Linked DNA regions of Mus musculus: region 1 is linked to region 2. A link is a contact called in public Hi-C data. All regions are on one chromosome and are shown on one strand. Each heading gives the region's core, a stretch centred on a gene start, on an enhancer-like site or on the middle of the called end of the contact. The rest is flanking DNA. Distances are from core to core; before and after follow the strand shown. Region 1 has its middle 61 kb from the start of Gm22418. Region 2 has its middle 23 kb from the start of Crbn.

Region 1 (6,521 bases), core at 2,811-5,310, 240 kb after region 2:
GTCAGTCAGATTCCAGAGCTCAGGATCAGTCTAGAACAGAGGAAGTTTAAGTCTAGACCCAAGCATGGTAGGAATGGTAATTTCCGGGCGGGGTCCCACCCGGATAGCCTATAGTCTGTGCTTAACAAAGGCAGACAGATCTCTGAATTCTTTGGCAAATGTAAAAAAAAGAAAAGAAAAGAAAAGCTATCTCTTTTAAAGAAGGGCTGGATGGGTGGAGGGATGTTGATTCATATGATAATAAAAAGGGAACCTGGGGTAATGACTGAATTGATATGTAAATGAAAGACAGGGCTTTTGGTCTGTGCAAGTGTAACTCTGTACCCAAAGGTGTAAGTGAGACTGAATTTTCACATTTTTAGGCTTTTGTTGTGCCAACTTTCTTCCTTGATTAAAAACTATTGGTAAAATAAAATTGATTACAGTCAATTATTGGAGAAATTAGAGGTAGGTTGGTTTGGAGTGACCTGGTTGTGGGAGAGGGAGAAGGAGGAAAGAAGTTGAGAGAGAAGGAAACCACCCTGAGGAGAAAGGAAATGTTAGCATTTTGTCTAAGCTCCACCCCTCAGTTACCTGGCAACAGCATGCCTGTCTCATTATAAAAGAGACTGCTTGCACCCCTCCACTCTCTCTTGCTCTTCTTGCTTTCTGCTTCTTCTCTGTCCCTTCTCCCCTTCCTCCCTCTGTCCCCATTTCCTTCCCCTGCTTTCCATGTGCTCATGGCCAGCCTCCTCTTCTCTACTCTCCCTCTGCCTTTCTAGGCCTCTACTACCTCTTAACTACCCTCCTCATGCCCTGAATAAACTCTATTCTATATAGTATACAGTCACTGCCTGGCAGATCCCTCAGGGGGAAGGAATGCCTCTGCACTGGCCCTTGGAGGCACCTCCTTCCCCCATACCTCCACCAAAACATATCTTCCCTCCTTTATCTTTTTATAAACTTCTACCAAACACATCTTCTCTCCTCTTTAACTTTTTATAAACAAATCAGGAACCATGAGCACATGGTTAAGAGAAATAGCAAGTATTTGGGGTATAGCACTGAGGAGGTAGCCAGGCCAGCAGTTAGAAGAGTAAATTAGGGGTGACCCCTAGTAATTGTCAAGGTCAAATAAAATAATCATTGTCTGAGTCTCATTTATTTGTAAGTTAGCCATAGATAAGCTTAAATTGGTTGTACTGAAGAGGTCAGCTCAAGAATTTTGGAAAGGTTATTGAAAACTTGCCCCTCCAGAATATTCCTCAGACCTTGGGTGGGTGGGGAGGGGAGGGACCGACCTGTGGGTGGGGACACATTCCATAGGACAGACTTTTGCTCACCTACAGACAAGGGAAGTCCTTGCCACCTCATTCCCTAAAAACCAATCAGTTTATATAGTCACACTGTTCTGCCAATCACATTGTACCTAATGGCAGCAGAACTGTTTAAAGGCTTACTGGATGGGCTACCCAGGGTCGTTCTCTCCCCATGTGCAAGGTGACCCCAGCATGATGGATTAAATAAAATTCCTCTTGCTTTTGCATTGATTCCCATCTCCAAGTTGTTTACTCAGGGGTCTCTGGTAAGTTAAGGCTCTCCAGAGTCTTACAGTACCACAACAAGAGATGAGCTTCTCTGAGAGTTTTTTTTTAGACTTGTCAGAGAAAGCTGTCTCAAGCAGAGAGCTATCTGGAAAGCCATCTTGAGCAGAACATAGGCCGTCAGCTTGTACCCTGTGATTTGACTTTAGGTCATTTGTTTCGCTACTCTCAAACACCCTTTCCTCAGAATCTCTCTCTAAGCCAAGGGTGATCCTTGGCAACATGCTTAATTATCTTTCAAATAAAACAAAACAACACAAGAACAACAACAACAACAACAACAACAACAAAAAGCAAAACAAAAATGGAAAAACAGAACATCAGATACTCCAGGATAGCTTTCTGCAATGACAAAAGGACTATAGACTTTGAGAAGGTGATATGATTTTCTCTGATTATGTTTTTTTTTTTTTTTTTTTTGTATTAAGGACTAAAGAGCTACCATGAATCTACAGTCAGCCACAGTTTATATACTGTGGTAACTAGAATTGGAGCAATGCTGCTAAATGATTCATGTTATTTAATTAAGCCATAGAAACCTAAATTCAGGTATACCAGAGCTACACCAAGCTAAAACTATGAATAATTTAAAAAATTCTCTTCTGAGAGGCTGGATCAGTGGGTAAAACATTTGAGTTTAGATTCCCAGTACCTATATAGAAGCCAGGCATGACAGCATAGGTTTGTAATTCTAGCATTGTGGGATAGAGACAGGAGGATCCCAGTGGCTCACTATCCAGCCAGGATAGGCAATCAGTGAGTTCCACAATTAAGTAAGAGATCCTCTCTCAATGGGAGCAATCAACAAAGACACTCAACATTGCCCCCTGGCCTCTGCATGTACACAGGTACACATACACACACACACACACACACACACACACACACACACACACACATGTGCATACACACAGACTTCTATATTCTGATTTCCTTGCAAGGAAAAAAAAATCCTGACTTAATTGTAGTCATCTATATTCTATCTCAGCCGTTACATTATATCCACATGCCTGCATACTATCTGTAGTATGTCAAGACCTGGATAGATATACTGAATAAATAATTCATGACGAGAATCCCCGCTGTTTATAACCTCACAGAGAGAACAGACTTGAGAAGTGACTTTCAAGAAAGCTGAGAAGGTGTATTTCCCAGCTAATCTCATAAGTGCCAAGGTAGCAATAAAAATTCTAAACACCAACTCTCTCAGTTACTCTGCACCTACTGTGCTAAAATACCACCACCATAAGCAACTTACAAAAGGAAGAGCTTATTTGGGCTTACAGTTCTGTGCAGATGATCATGTTGGGAAGGCACAACAGGAAGTGGCAGGTGAGGAGCAGGAAGCTGAGAGCTCATAACACCTACAACCACAAAGCAGAGAGAGTGAACTGGAAGTGATAGGAGGCTATATCTCAAGGCTCATCCCTCTGTGACATACTTTGTCCAGCAAGGTCTCCAAGCATCACCCCCAAGTAAGTGACTAGGTGTACAAATACCTGAACCTACAGAAAAGATTTGCCATTCAAATTACCTCAGCAATAGTTACTAACATTTTCAAAAATGCCAACTATAGCTCCAAAATCTGCTGGGAGTCTGATATTCACAGATGCAGAGGCAACCATGACCTTCCTCTCAAAATTCCTTACCCAATGCTTGTATTTGCTACTAATATTTACATGAATCCCGCTGTGTCCTTTTTTAAGATAGTAAGCAGCAGAGCATCAAAGTGTACACCTACACTCCCAGACTTAGAAGGATGAGGCAGGAGAACTTTAAGTTCAAGGCTGGCATGGGCACACTTGGTGAAACAGACATCTGGCAGAACAAGAAGGCCTGACCTTACACTGTCATTCACTTACAGCTCTCTGTGGTTCTATTCTATGGTCACTGGGTCAACTTTATACTGAGGGCATCACATTCAGCAGTGGGAAACACATTACAAAAGCAAACCCTAATAAAACATTCCATATCCTGATCAAACACTTTTCCCTAAGGTACTCTTCCATCAAGTTAGTGACAACTTCAGGGCTCAAATCTATGATCTTATCAGGTCAAGAATTACCTTAGATACGGTCACAGTATGATATAGCTTCTCCTTCTAGGACCAATCAGTGGCCAGTTATTTCTGTGAAGATTATATTAATATTTGTGTCTCAAGAAACTCTCAGCTCCCTAAATCAACAGTAACTGTATCACACAGTAGGCTTTCATAAGGTAAGATGTAGGCTCTTGGGTAAGCCTGTTTTGTTTTTTTTTTTTTTTCTTAAGAATGCAATAAAATAGAAATAGTTCTCTGCTTTTCAAATTTGCTTTCTGATCATTGTCAGCAAGAGTGGAAGTGGTATCGGAAGAGATTTTTTTTGTTACATCATCTCTGGCCTTTATCCAATGACCTTATTTCTTCCCCTCTGCTCAGGAGAACATATTGTACAAGGTCAGCAAGATGGATCTGGAGCCCCAGTTTTATGTCTTCCCTTGCCAAAATATCACTTCTGCTCAGGGGCACACACCTGCTCCCTCCTTCTTTGCCAGCTCTGTTAGGTGAGCTAAATTACAATTTCTCTTCTTTCGAGGGTGTGTGGGATGCAAGCCTCTAGCTTCTTATGCTCGAGTCTACTCTTTATAGAGCAGCATTTGATATATTATTGAAGGCACAGCACAACATCGAGTGCAACAAGTCCTGCCCCCATTATAATTCTAGAAATTTGTCTTTCTGATCCTGTACCCAACCTGACCCCAACACCTAAGCCAATACAGCATTTCTTCCCATCACTTCCTTTTATCCAAAGCGGCGCCAACATCTTTCTTTGTCATTGCTTTGTATCTCAGCACCCATACTCATGTTTCCTAGCTGCTTTCTCTTGAGTCTAAATGATCTGTGCAAGCAAGTGGTGACTAAGAGCTTTTTGTTTTACTCCTTCACACCTGACTGTAATTATCTGCAATTGTTACAGTAGCCAGAATGCAAATCACACCTGTTTCTCAGTGTAATGTGAATACATGCTCCAGTCCCCACCTATGCTTGTCTTGCCCCTTTCTATTCTTACCTTCGATGCTCTAAACAGTTCACTATGCTTCAGCCACCAGAGCCTCTGGGATTCCTGTAGGAATGTCCATCCTACCCAATTGAGAGCTCTGACACATAGTGAGCTCTTGGTCACGGACACCTTTCAGATCCCCAGTCCTTAAGTGCTTAATTCCTTCACTTCAGTTATCTTCTTTCCTATCACTAATAAATATCAGACTCCAACCTTGAATCTAGGTTCTTTGCCACTAATGCTGGCCCCACCACACTTTTATTTCCCTCACAGAGAAAAACAAGACCTTGAGAAGACAGACTAACCTAAGATGTTCAGAGGCCCCCATGAAAAGGACAAAAGGAACTTTAGTTCTGTGTCCCTGTCCAGGAACAGACTTGGCCAGGTCTGTGTGATGCTGGGGCAGATGCCTTGTAGGAGTCAAGGTTGTAGTTTCTGGGGACATTGCTCTTCCCCTTGGGCTGTGGTTATCAGTCCTAAAGAGGCTGTGTCTGAGGTATCCTGTGTCCTCTTTGCCAACATTGTCTGACTTAGCTCTCTGGTGACTTTGGCAGTTGTCCCCTGAGCACCATCCCTGCAAGTAGTATATAAGATGCTGTGATTCTTTTTTTTTTAATTAGGTATTTTCTTCATTTACATTTCCAATGCTATCTCAAAAGTCCCCCATGCCCCCCCCCACTCCCCTACCCATGCACTCCCTCTTCTTGGTCCTAGCATTCCCCTGTACTGAGGCATATAAAGTTTGCAAGACCAATGGGCCTCTCTTTCCACTGATGGCCAACTAGGCCATCTTCTGATACATATGCAGCTAGAGACATGAGCTCCTGGGAGTACTGGTTAGTTCATATTGTTGTTCTACCTATAGGGTTGCAGATCTCTTTAGCTCCTTGGGTACTCTCTCTAGCTCCTCCATTGGGGGCCCTGTGATCCATCCAATAGCTGACTGTGATCATCTACTTCTGTGTTTGCTAGGCCCCAATGCTGTGATTCTTAATAGTCTTGCTTGGCATAGCCATCAGCTATGTTAGAGTTCCTGGTCCCAGTTATTGCTTTTGTCATTTTTCATTCATGTGACAGACACTTTGATGTTTAGCACCCTTATTCTGCTGATTCAGGATATGGACATGATGGGGGAAATGCTTGGAACAGAAGCTTAGCTCAACATCTGGGTGACTGTTCTAGTCCTGGCTTTCCCCCAGGGATCTGCTTTTATCTCCTTCTGGAAACAGCTGCTGCCGGCTCAGCTGTATCTTTCCTCTGCCTACAGTGTAATCATCTCCACTCAGGACAGTCTCTGCATGGGTTCACGGCAGAACTGTGGTTTAATGGACCAAAAATTATATTGGGTATATAGTAAGATGGATCAGGGTGTGCTGTGGCAAGGACCAGCTGCATGAAAATTCTCCCATGTCATTACCTTGCTTCGTGTATTGCCTTCTGCCATCCAAAAGCCACACATCAATACAGGGTAAATCAAGCAAGAGATTTATGGAGGAAATGCCTGTGAAGGTTAAAGGAGAGAGTGAAGAGAGACTTGCAGACTGCAATGTAGATCTGACACTCCCCAAAGGATGGGAGAGAGAACAAGGACACATCTAGGTTCTCAGAAAGGTTAGTCTAGGACATTAAGGAGGCATGGAGCAAAGTGAGAGTGGTCCTATCTAGAGGAATGTATCTCTTTACACAGGTGGCGGTGGGAACATGACTTGACATGAACTTGGGAACAGATCAACTGTATCCCCTCCTGACTCAGATACCATGATCAGCTTCATTTTTCTTATTGCAAATACTTTGTATCCAAAAACCCCTGCTTTAAATCCTGGTTCTTGAACCATGAGATTTTTCCATCTGTAATATGTTCAATCTCCTATAAGATTCAGTTTTCACAAAAGACAGT
Region 2 (6,737 bases), core at 1,857-4,356:
AGACGAGGTGAAAGTTTAAAACTTCAGTGATTAAATATATATGCAGAGTCCAAAGAGCCATGGGAAGTACTTCTCCAAAAGGGGAAAGTAGGGCTCAGAGAATTGCATGTCTTATTCAATGTTGCTCAACAAGCCACCCAGGCACCCAAGCTTTTTGACACCGCTTCCTCTTCTGTGGCTCCTCTGATTGGGCACTCACTATAAAAATGTGTTTTGTTTTATAAAACTACAGATAGACACCTCTGTTCTCCTAGAAGAACAGTTTAGTATGAGAACAGAAATTTGTTAGAGGTTTGAAGATGAAACATCAAGATGGTTTGCCATTTTACAAAAGAACCATTTTTAATCCCAAGTGACAAAATTACTCAGTTGCCAAAGGGACATGGTATTTAAAAGAAAAAACAAAAATGGTCACACAAAATTGAGGGGTTCAAAATATTATTTATAAGAAACTTATGAGGTCCCAAGGATCTTTGGACCTTGGAACATTCAAGGTTCTGCCTTCTGCCCTTGTCTTTCTTCAAGTGTGTGAATATGTAATCTTTCATCCATCATCCACACCTACAAGTGAGTCACCCACACAGACTGTGCGTCAGGAAGACCTGTGATATATGGATGGACAAAAGACAGTGTGCTCCTACATGATTTATAGAAATTCACCAAGGTACTCAAAAGTGTGTCCTGAAGCTCACCTAAACCAGGATGCCAGGAATGTTAGATTCCTGTACTTACACATCTATAGAGGTGGAAAGAAGCAACCTTGACCTGTGCTTGACCTATGCAATTCAACAAGCTCTCAAGGTGATATTAACATACTGTCTTAGAATCAAGTGACAAAGGAACTGAATTGGACTGGTAGATACCACATTCCTGCCCTCTGCACAGTTCTGTGGGATCCTGTCCAGGAGTTGAAAGAGGATAGGGAGTGGGGCAAACAGCCAATTAGGACATGCCCTCTAATATTCCAAGGCTTTATTCCAATTGTCTGTGCTTTATTTTCTTTGGGATGACTGTCAATGTCCTAATGAAGTGAACATTTCCCTTAACAATCATCTGGGAACCTGTAAAGACGCTAAGTGCAATAAAGTCCACAAGCTGAAATTCTATGCAATATAAAATTTGAACTTATGTACAATTCTGTTTTTACTTTACTTCTTTATCGGTTATTTTCCAGTCCCCCCCTCCAGAAAATCCCCTATCCCATTGTCCTCCTCCTGCCTCTATGAGGGTGCTCCCCTACCCACCCACCCACTCCCACCTTACTGCCCTAGCATCCACCTATGCTGGGGCATCTAGCCCCCACAGGAACAAGGACCTCCTCTCCCATTGATACTTTTCTATTATGTCCTCTTGCTCACAAATAGATTCTTCTTATGATTCCCCTTCTCTCTGTCTCTCTGTCTCTCTGTGTCTCTGTCTCTGTTTCTCTCTGTCTCTCTGTCTCTCTCTCTCTCTCTCTCTCTCTCTCTCTCTCTGTGTGTGTGTGTGTGTATGTGTGTGTGTGTTTAAACAGCACTAATCAGAATTCAAAGTATAAATTGGATACCATTAAAGGCATGTTTGATGTGACCTAAGTTCATATTCACGAAGCTAGACCCTGGTACTTTCTTTCTATGCATGCAAATTGGCCCAGTCAGCAAGTTAGGAGCCTCCCAATGGCAGGGCTTAAATCGGTTATCCAAATGTCACTTAATAACCCCATAGACTCTGGCAAACATCAAAATGTGATTTTCCCAGGTGTTCTGACTTGACTATTGATTCAAAGAGGTACCAGTTCATTGGTAAAGCCACAGCTTCTGTAAGAGGGCTTCTCATGACTCATGACACATCACTGAATAATGGATGCCTTATCCTAACAGTCTCGCTTTCAGCAACATGACCTGAATTGCTGCATCTTTTGAAAGTACTAGAGGTATGCATTTAAACTAGTTTTACTGAATTTTTGAGGAAACATCAGTTCACATCAGTCACGGAGATTTTTCTAATTTATGCTTTCCTACAAAGTGCTCTCATTAGTCTTATTTGAAAGATAAATTTTAGTTATTCAGCCTTCTTTATTAGTTATCATAATTTGACACATATTTGTTGAGTGCCTGCTGTGTGTCAGGGGCAGTGTTAGGCATTTGGGTATGTAATGCTGAAACACTGAAATAAAAATCTCTCACCACAAGGAGTCTATTAAGTTCTAATATAGACCAGAGGGGAAAACAAAATAATAAATAATAACGGAGAAACAGAGGAGATGATGCAGAGAACATGAAGGGAAGTGGCTTTAGGCTGAACAGAAAACAATTGCTTCCAAGTTCATAAGCCCGTATTAAGGCATAAATGTCTGGTAAGGGTTTTGTATCTGCTCTCTTTGTAATTGCCCTTGGTCTCACAATAAATATTTTACAATATGAATCTAGTTCATTAACACTGCACAAGAGTCAATGTTCATCATATCAGAATTCATATTTTATTTAATGATTAAAGGTAATGAGAAATTTTAGTGTGTGCACAGTTCAAACTGTGACTTAAAGCAGGACTGCAGAAATGTACAAGCCACAAGATGGCGTGGTTGATATTTATACAGAAAGGTTTGTGGTGTGTGTGTGTGTGTGTGTGTGTGTGTGTGTTGGTAACATTTTGAGAACTGTGATCTCTGTCTCTTTCTCCCTCTCTCCTCCCTCCTCTCTCATTGCTATCAGTGAAGCACAAAATGAAAGTATACAAGAAAATGAATTTCTCTTTAAAAGTACTCAACTAGAAATTTAAAAAAGAAAACACCTCCAAACTTGTACCTGAAAACCAATGTTAATTGTGTGAGCAATTTCTACTAGAAAATTTGACTTTACAAAATGTTGTCAATAACATGAATTCTTCTTTTTCTAAAACACATTTGCCACTAGTACATCCTTTCTCCTCTCACTTTCATAAAGATTATTAAGTATTCACAAACAAACAAACAAAACAGAGAAAATAGCTTGGACTTTAGTCAGTGGCCTTGCCCTTTGGTGTATATCTTTTTTATGGGTCAAAATATGACAAATCTGTGCCTTTGACTTCAGCCCCTTGCAGGCTCCCCTTCCCCAGTATTGTGACACAGTTCCCTGCTGAAGCAGTCTCACTGTCACCTTTCACTGGAAGGAGATGCCTGCTATGCTCTCCACTCTAACTGGCTGCCCTTGCCACACTGTGAACTCTTTCCGTCTTTGTTTCTGTAGATAACTCTCTGGAACCTTTAGGCTTGTGTTTAGAATTGAGCTTTCAGATTTATTTATTGTTTCTCAGGCAGTCCCTTTGTGTGGCTTCTGTTTCTACATATGAGCCTCCATCTCTCTCTCCCAATACACACAACACAGCCCTGATCTATCGATTGACATTTTAAAGCTTACTGCCACTGCTGATCTTCCTTCCTTCCTTCCTTCCTTCCTTCCTTCCTTCCTTCCTTCCTTCCTTCCTTCCTTCCCTCCCTCCCTCCCTCCTTCCTTCCTTTCTCCGTCCCTCCTTCCTCCCTTCCTCCTCCTTTCTTTCTCTCTCTCTCCTTTTCTTTTCTTTTCTTTTCTTTTCTTTTCTTTTCTTTTCTTTTCTTTTCTTTTCTTTTCTTTCCTTCCTTCCTTCCTTCCTTCCTTCCTTCCTTTCTTTCTTTCTTTCTTTCTTTCTTTCTTTCTTTCTTTCTTTCTTTCTTTCTTTCTTTCTTTCGTGATCTTATCCTCCAGCCAGTCGTCATCCTTACAGAGCTACAAGGATTTCTCATGGTTTCCTTCGCTCTGGAGGTACCTCCTTATACATTTCAGTTCCAGTACACCCAGGCAGAAGACTGAATAACTCAATCTTCACACTTTGCTAACTGATTATCCTCACACTGCAGAAGCTTTCTGCAGCCAGGATTCTTGATTTAGGGTCCTAATCAGTTCATACTTTCTATTTGAAATTTTGGAGTCCACCTGACTAGTGGATACTCTGGAATGTGGCCACCAGTCTTGATTGCGATATTTCCTGTGGGATCATTTGGTGACCTTCCAAGATCTCTGAGTCCTCTAGAAAGTGAAGGCTGTGGTGCCTGCTCTTAGAGAACACTTGGCCTTTAACATTTTATAAGTCCATAACTAGGTGATATGTACTTTGCACAACCTCTTTCTATACTTTTTGTTGACTTTTGTTTGTTTGCTTTTTATTTTCAGGCCTGGCTGTCATGGAACTTAACTATGTAGACCAGGCTTGCCTCGAACTCCCAGAGATCCGATCTTCCAGACTCTACCTCCTGAGTGTTGGGATTAAAGGCATGTGCCACCACTTCCCAGTTTTTTGTTGACTTCTACCTAATATGTACTGCTATTGTGTGTTAGTGGTGAAGTGGCAGGTGGCTGGTTAGAGGCTAGGGATGAGCCCTTTAGTTCCCCCATCTATAAAAGCGTGTTCTCCCTTCTGCAAAAGTTAATAACAAAATTAGGACAAACACCTTTTCTTTTAAATCCTGTTTAAGTGGCATAGTGACTTTTACAAGTCATCTTTTAAGTCCCATTTTGAACAATGGTAAGACCAAACAAGTTAAATACAGAGTGATATTAAAAATGATAATTTAACCTTCAAAGAATGGATAGGTCTCTCAGTGACATTTCTCTTGGACAAAGAATAAATGCAAGTCAGCTGCTCCCAAGAGCAGGAAAGGGTCTCTGTTTACCCCCTGCTTTCGACAGCTTCTGACTTTTACCCTGGAGCTGTGCATTGGTACTGTTGCCAAGGCTGCTTCCCATTCTGCGTATTCAAGCTTGAGTACTTACCAAATGATGCTGATCCTGAACTGCTTGCTCTACAAGAACCTCCACTCTGAATAAAGCAGGAGGATCTGATCCAATGCCCTACACCACCCGTACTATTTGTTAATCTCTGCTCATTCAGTGGTAGAGTGGTGGTTCCACACACCTCAGTCTTCAAACCCTGTGAGTACTTTTTATGGAAAACTAGAACTTTGCAGACCCCTTTAAAGTAAGTATCTTGAAATGGAAAGTATTGAGGATGCCATGAGTGAGTCAATATAGTAACAAGTGTTTCCTAAAACCACAGTAAGGTTGTCTTTCTGAATGGAAGGAGATGCTTCAACAGAAACATGGTTGATGTGATGTGAAAACGGGACCACGAGACAAGTAATGCAGGAAGCTGGGAGAAACTGCAAGAAAATGGAGGTCAGAATCAGTTTTCCTGCTCTTTTAGCTTCTTTCCATTGAGTTGCTAGGATGGGCTAAAACCTCTTCATTATCACACTATGGAAGTCCTGAAACTGAGTGGTCCTTGGTAGCACTCTAAGCTAGCAAAAGACACTCAAACTATAATCTTCTGCTGAATTGTACATATTTTCATTTGTGTTTTTACTTGTTGCCAGAATGCATTGGGATGCATGTTGTATATCCTCACTCTGAAAGCTTTATGCACATTATCTATGTAAATTGGCCAAGGACCGTACTTTAGAGAGACAGTGGAGAAAGTGAGACAGAGAAGCATTTGCCCAAAGTCACACAGGGAAGTGGTAAACCAGGCTTCAAATCTGAGCAGACATCTTAAGCACACTGGTCTCTCTTATACAAGCCACTTCGTTTTAGTAGGAGAGAAATTTCATCATTTTCATGCATGGTCAAAGTTGCTCTGGATTGACATAAGAGTGTATACGAAGTTCAGAACCCATTTAGTTATGCCAGGCTTTTCAGAGTGTGAGTTTTCTGGAGGATAGGCTAACTTTCTGAAGCAGGGTATGGAGGGAATAACAACCTTAGACTCCACTTAACTTGAGCTATATACATGCTTCTTCTAATAATACTCTCCATAGCACAATTCCCTGCCAGGCTGCACACACATGTACAGATGGAAGCATCTGTAGCAGGATGCACACACATATATAGGTGGCAGCACCTATCCTGAGCTGCATACATACTCCACTCAGAACAATGGACTCAATTTTTCTTGCCTTCAATTACCACCAAACTGAGACCGATTCTATTTAATCATATTCTATTTCTGTCTGAGTATAAAAATGGAAAGGTCAATCTGGTCTGAACTGGTTTTGAATAAATGCACATTAAGCTAAAATTGTGTCCTAAAGTAAACTAGGAAGAATCCCCTATTTACCATCTTATGCATAGACATTATTAGTCAGATGTATATACAAAATTCAGGTGCATATGGAAGGGACATTCCACATAGGGGAAAGGATATATATATATATATATATATATATATATATATATATATACAATAGTATATATACTATTGTGTATATACATAGTTATTAATTATATTAATTATATATATATAATTGTGTTAATCAAAATAAAGAAACTTTCAAACTAAACCTCTTAATAACCAAACTCCTTATTCTTTTAACCTGCATAGAAGAAAGGCCAAAAGAATAATCAGGGCCCCTGAACATCTTCACTTATGGGAGACACTGCTTTCTTGCAGTGTTCTGATCTTTTCTATTGTTTTACTTTGAATGAAGGTTTCTTAGTGCCTTGGAATTTGTGTGGGCTTTTATTTTATTTTTGAATAAGAGAACAAGAACTTTGCCACACCAGGCCTAGGCCCTGAACTGATCTTTTTGCTGTTTCTTTTTGCCCCTTCAGCAAATTCTGCTGTAGAGAATTTATCTTATTTAAAGCAGCAAACACATTATTTCCCAATAAGTCACTATTACAGCCCATCAGTGAAGCACTTGGAAGGAAATACATTTGTTTTCATTTAATATTCTTAAGTTTTTAACC

Evidence for each region. Hi-C and Micro-C count contacts between places; a contact is called where the count stands out from the background.
Region 1: a Hi-C map of cerebellar granule neurons shows a contact between it and region 2, with 2.8 times the contacts expected there. The contact joins two enhancer-like sites. A contact is called at or near these places in 4 of 484 Hi-C or Micro-C datasets (brain, cerebellar granule neurons and cerebellum) and 2 of 115 datasets of contacts at active chromatin or transcription factors (both in embryonic stem cells).

The regions. Positions count from the first base shown.
Region 1 is chr6:107,059,006-107,065,526 of GRCm38.p6, forward strand. No RefSeq gene overlaps it. Among named protein-coding and RNA genes, the nearest start is that of Gm22418, 61 kb to the left of the region's middle. Within about 2 kb of position 4,061, at least 4 of the 459 cell types and tissues checked have an H3K27ac peak or open chromatin away from gene starts, as enhancers often do. A contact at or near this core is called in cerebellar granule neurons, where this site is marked.
Region 2 is chr6:106,819,970-106,826,706 of GRCm38.p6, forward strand. No RefSeq gene overlaps it. Among named protein-coding and RNA genes, the nearest start is that of Crbn, 23 kb to the left of the region's middle. Within about 2 kb of position 3,107, at least 1 of the 459 cell types and tissues checked has an H3K27ac peak or open chromatin away from gene starts, as enhancers often do. A contact at or near this core is called in cerebellar granule neurons, where this site is marked.